Regions from separate parts of the Rattus norvegicus genome. Here region 1 is linked to region 2. A link is a contact called in public Hi-C data. All regions are on one chromosome and are shown on one strand. The core of a region is the stretch at or near the end of the contact, and the rest is flanking DNA. Distances in the headings are between cores, read along the strand shown.

Region 1 (2,754 bases), core at 19-2,518, 96 kb before region 2:
CAGCCTGCGCGGAGGGACCACTTTCACCTGTATGTACATCTAAGGTCTACACCCTCGAAGCCAGTCTCAGCACCTTGGGTCCTCATCTAAGATGAAGGACAGATTAGGAACTAGATGGGGACCGTGAACTGATGGTAGAATTTGGCAACCATTTGTTCAACTTTTTTATTGAAAATACTTGGGGCTGGGGATTTAGCTCAGTGGTAGAGCGCTTACCTAGGAAGCGCAAGGCCCTGGGTTCGGTCCCCAGCTCCGAGAAAAAAAAAAAAAAGAACAAAAAAAAAAAAAAAAAAAGAAAATACTTACTAAAAAGGACATACTTCTTATTCATTAAACTTGTATTCCCATCACTATTCAGATAGAAGAGGATTTTGATTTTTGTTTTTTAAAAAGACATATATATGCATGTCTGGGTGCATGAGAGAAGAGGGCATCAGACCTCATTACATATGGTTGTGAGCCACCATGTGGTTGCTGAGAAATGAACCTCTGGAAGAGCAGTCAGTGCTCTTAACCGTTGAGCCATCTCTCCAGCTTGGGGTTCTGAATTTTTTTTTTCTTTTTTTCTGAGCTGGGAACCGAACCCAGGGCCTTGCGCTGGTTAGGCAAGTGCTCTACCACTGAGCTAAATTCCCAACCCCGGGGGTTTGAATTTCAAAGGCTACCTATACCTCGACATAGCCCTCAGATCTAATCCCTTCTTTGGCCTCTCCATTCCAGCCCCACTGCTGTCCCTAGCTTCTCCCAGTGCCTGGTTCATCACAGACACCTAAATATGTGATTACACTGACCCAAGGTTGGGAGGAAAGAGAAGCTGAGTTGTGCCCAGCAAACTATTTCCGTCGCCAGGATCCCCATTACAGGAGCACTACCACACTAAGATCTCAGAACTAATTCCTCTCCACGATATAGTAAGAGTTTCTGGTTTATTTATTTCGAGACAGATACTGTCTTGCCATGTAGTCCAGAATAGCATCGAGTTCGTGGCTCTCTTCCTGTAGCCTCCAGAAAGCACATCTTGCTTCTCTTTTTTTTTTTTTTTTTTTTTTTTCCGGAGCTGGGGACCGAACCCAGGGCCTTGCGCTTCCTAGGTAAGCGCTCTACCACTGAGCTAAATCCCCAGCCCCACATCTTGCTTCTCAGTGAGTTTCAAAGAGGTTGAAAGCAAACTCGGACCTTTGGGCGGGTTGCTTTGCTATCCCTCTCTCCAGGCCTGGCTGGCTCCACCAATCAGTGAGGCCTTGAGAAGAGCACCGGAGTCCCCGCCCACTCCTCCGGACAACCTGCAATGGTGCAGTCACCGGGAGCCATCCATCAGTGTCCGGGTGAGAACCAATCCCACATGCCCCACCTTTCTGCCAGCCAATTAGAGGAAGGCAGGAGGACCACTGTGTGTGTGTGTGTGTGTGTGTGTGTGTGTGTGTGTGTGTGTGTGTGTGTGTGTGTGTGTGTGTGTGTGTGTGTTTGAGTTTGTACTTCCTCCTGTGTCCTCTGGCTAGGTGAGCCTACGTTCCTGAGGTCACAATTTCTGACCCAGTGCTAATTCAGTTGCAGGAAAAAGGGTGGCCCTAAAGCTCCTTTCCCGAACATGCTCAGAAGCTGCTGGGTCTTCCCTTACGGCACCGAGGGGCAAGACAAGGAAGGATGCTAGGAGTAAGGCAAGCCCTGGCTCGGAACCGCGGACGCCCTTCCCGAAATCCCTCAGGCTTTGTCCAGTAGTCGGGCTGATGAGGCTATCATCTGGGGAAGCTGGTGCAGCGGCCAAGGTGCCGGGCCTGCCAGGTCAGCCAGGCCTGCTGTCTAGGCGGCTCCAGCTGTATGCAGCAAGCGAGAGGTGGGCGGGAGACACGGTAGCCAGAAGACTGGAGCTGCAGACTTGGGGTCCTCTCTGCGCTATCCGTCATCTCCCCTTCCTCCAACCGCTGCTTTGCTAACCCCCTTCCTATGGGATCAGGGTAGCCTTTAGCCATAGCAAGCTAAGGGACACTTTCTTGTCATTCTTACTCATCTGTAGCCCAGCCTGATCTCAAACACAGTATAGTTAGAAAATGACCTTACATCGCTTCTCGGCCTTTTGGCTAAGATCAAGTGTAGAAAATGACCTTACATTTCTGATTCTCCAGCTTCTACCTCTCGAGAGACCAGATTATAGGCTTGTATGTTCCACACCCTCTGGGACCAAGTGTGAGTAAGAAATTCAGATATTGTAGGATAATGAGGAGGTTACTGTCTACAGAGCAGAAGCTGCCACACATAACTTGAGACTTTTAGGGCCTCAGTGTACTCCTTAATAAAAAGCAGACAGCAACCTATAGTTCGAAGAGTTGAGTGAGTCAGCTCTTCGTGAAGCTCCTAGCTTCTGCCTGGTGCTTCCCATTCCTATCCTCGCACAACTGAAATTGCAGGACCAAGCCAAGTCAGGAGGGGTTGCCAGGAAGCAGTTTACTCCTCCAGGCCTTGGCGCCATCCTAGGGAACATGGATGGAGCCAAGCTCTAAGGGTGGCCGAATATTTGAGCAGTATTTCCAAAGAACTTCCCATCACCACACAGGCCCCCTAATTCCACAATTTTATTGTGCCCTCTTTCCTCTCTCCCAGGGTTTTCTTTTTGCAACTGGGGGCTGTGTGCACAGCGACTCTGGAAAGACACTATAGTAAGCGTTTACAATGAGTAGATTTGCATCCCCGTATCTTCGCCAAGTTCTCTAATTACAGACGTAGTCAAATTCGGTATAAATATCTGGTCTGTTTTGT
Region 2 (2,806 bases), core at 161-2,660:
ATTTCTAAGTCAATGACTGTCCTACATTTCCCAATACTATAAGATGTCCTTATGATTTCAAATGTTTGTTTAAAGGGATCCTGAGATCAAAGGTCTGAGAAGTTCTGTTTTGAGTTGTAGGACTAATATCCGTCTGGATAGGTAACTACCATTGTGCTTTGGGAGTAGCTCAAGGCCACAGTCAGTGTAGTGCTGTGTTTCCCTCTCACCCACATTCTTATTAGTGCTCATAAGTTTTTAAGGGGAGTTGGGATTGAGAAATGACTTTGAGGTTAAGAGCACCTTTTGCCCTTGTATAGGGGCAGAGTTCAGTTCTCAGCACCCACACAATGGTCCCAACCACTTGTAACTCCAGTCCTAGGAGATCTAAGGCCCTCATCTGTCCCCTAAGGGTTTCAGGTAGATCTATGGTACACACCCATACTTATAGGCAAAATACTCAGCTACGCAAAATAAAAAGTAATAAATATTCATTTTTGGTGTGAGTATGCCTCGATCCATTGAAGTTGGAGTTGCAGGAATTTGTGAGCGGCGTGAATTTGTGGGTGCTGAATTCATCTTCTCAAGTCATTTCTACAGCTGTTTTGCTTTTAAGCACCCCAAGCTAGCCTGAAACTAATGTAGTTGGCGTTGGCCTTCAGTTCCTGCCTCTGCTTCCAAGTGGTGGGATTACAGATGTAAAATTAACTTTTTAACAGATCAGAGAGGCTTTTCGTTTGTATCTTCAGACAGCTTCAGTCTATATCCTGGAACTCACTTTGTCTTCAACTTTCCAAGTGTTAGGATTCGGGGCATGAGCCATTTCCATTGGCTTAAGAGGAATTTAGATATCTCTATAATTAGCATTTTCACCGGCTTTTTCTTGTTTACTAACTGCATGGGCCTGCTTTGGGTTTGACAACTGTTTGAGGAGTTGTCAACTTCGTGTGTTTTTTGCTGGGATAATCCGTGGCTTTTCCAAATTTAACTGGCAGTGCCCTTGACATTTCAGATGGGGAATTGCAACCTCCGAGATTCAAGCCTGGACTATCGAGATCGTCTAAAGCTTCTGGAACGCGAGAAACCTCCCACTCTAATTACTCTGTAACACCCAGGAGATACTTAGGATCCCAAGATGCTTTCGCCGGCCTTTAAAGACTTCCTGAGCGTTGATTGGCCCGCCTGACGGCCGTGGGCGGAACGCGGCACCCGAGTGGACTTCACCGGGTCTCGGTCCTTGCGCTCCGCCTCTCACGCCCCAAGCGATTTCCGGAAAGATGTGGATTTCAGCTGAGGCCTGGGCGTGGCGGTGATTCTCCGCTGACCGGCGATCACCACTGAGAGCCCTGGTCTTCAGGGGTGGGGCGTCCTGGACACTCAGGATTGGCCCGTCGGGAGCCGCCTCCCGTCGTGCACTGGGGCGCCGGCGACTCACCCGGAAGGAGAAGCCGGAATCTGCATCTGGCTATATGGTTCGGTGCTGGTGGTGTCGCTATAGAGAGCTGCTGCTGCTGCTCTCAGGTGAGGGGGCGTGGGCGGGGCCGCGGCTCGTAGGTGCTGCTGGGGAATGGGTTGTCGACTTGAGCAGTAGTGGTGACATTTAAGTGTTGGCCTCGGTTGACACGCTAGGGAAGGTGCGTCTTACCGCCCGGTGTGAAAGTGAGGGCTTGCTGGGACCCAAGAAGAAAGGAAGCCTGGCTTTTCAATATACTTTGAAATTAGAAGGTGTCTTTCCGTTCCGAGTTTTGCCGGGAAAAGAGAGGGACCATTTTGGCTGGTTTCCATCTAAGTTTGCTAAAGAATGGAAAGGAGTGGCCGGAGTCAGAATTTAGGGATGTCTACCCAAGTGGCCGGGAGTGGAAGGAAATGGGAGATACTTTTCGCAGATACTGGAAATTATGCTCGCCTTTATTACTTTCAGCTGAAAGGAGTAGGTTACCGACTGAAAGGTGAAACAGCTGTTTGATGGACAGGCCAGGTTGTCTGGCGGAAGAGTCTCCTCGAACACCCGTGGGGTATTTAGAAAGGCGAGGTTTTTGAGTCGCTGTCTGTAACACCAGAGGCTCAAGAGTGAGCAAGAAAGGTCTCCTTGGTGCAATCTTTTTTTACAGCCTGATGTGTTTTTAACGTGTCCCTTGAAGTAGTTTAAGTGGGAGAGAAAATGAGAAGGCTTTGAATTGCTCCCCTGAATTAGCAGTTGCGAGCTTTACAATGCGTCAAACTTAGTACACTCCCGAAAGCTCTGGCCCTTCCCCAGGACTGTTGGTGCCAGTATTGTTGAGGGAAGCAAAGAACACTTGAGGCAGGATGGAAAAGGCCGCGGAAATGTAGTTAGCATTGAGCAAGCTTCTTAACCTTTGGAGGTTACTTGATTCTGTCCTTCCTTTATGGGTACACAGGTCCGCCTCTTCGGACAGGTCATAGAGTTGAAGTTCAGAACTCGATGCTTCTCCAGGAATGGAACTGAGCTCCGTTTTCTTCCGAAAGAGTGGTCTTTTTAGGAAGGATGTCAACTGGGAGCAGTGGTTGTTAGAAATGGAGCCTGGTTTTTGCAGTGTCAGCGTTTTAAGGAAATTGACAACCAGAAACTCCTCAGTGCCCTTTGAACGTCCAGAGTCGCAGGAGGCTTGGAGCGCCTTAAAAGCCAGTTTATGGTTATTTGTTTCTGTATGACAGTAGCTCCAAAATAAAGGAGAAAAACTTCCACATGGGGGTGCTGCAGGCCCCTAACAAACTCTTCTTTAGACCAAACGTCTGATGACATCCTCTAAGTGCGTAGATGACCTTTCTTGTCATCTTTTCTGTTGTACTACAAACACAAACCAAC

Evidence for each region. Hi-C and Micro-C count contacts between places; a contact is called where the count stands out from the background.
Region 1: a Hi-C map of kidney shows a contact between it and region 2, with 4 times the contacts expected there. The contact joins the enhancer-like site here to the promoter of Snx11 in region 2. A contact is called at or near these places in 10 of 12 Hi-C or Micro-C datasets (the A7r5 cell line, Schwann cells, frontal cortex and 6 more) and 1 of 1 datasets of contacts at active chromatin or transcription factors (oligodendrocytes).

The regions. Positions count from the first base shown.
Region 1 is chr10:82,343,210-82,345,963 of GRCr8, reverse strand. No RefSeq gene overlaps it. Among named protein-coding and RNA genes, the nearest start is that of Mir152, 15 kb to the right of the region's middle. Within about 2 kb of position 1,268, at least 22 of the 93 cell types and tissues checked have an H3K27ac peak or open chromatin away from gene starts, as enhancers often do. A contact at or near this core is called in the A7r5 cell line and kidney, where this site is marked.
Region 2 is chr10:82,247,770-82,250,575 of GRCr8, reverse strand. Snx11 (sorting nexin 11) reads left to right here and starts at 1,410. Exons shown (of 8, transcript NM_001012012.2): 1 at 1,410-1,500. LOC134480860 (a long non-coding RNA gene) reads right to left here and starts at 335. Exons shown (of 2, transcript XR_010055755.1): 1 at 1-335.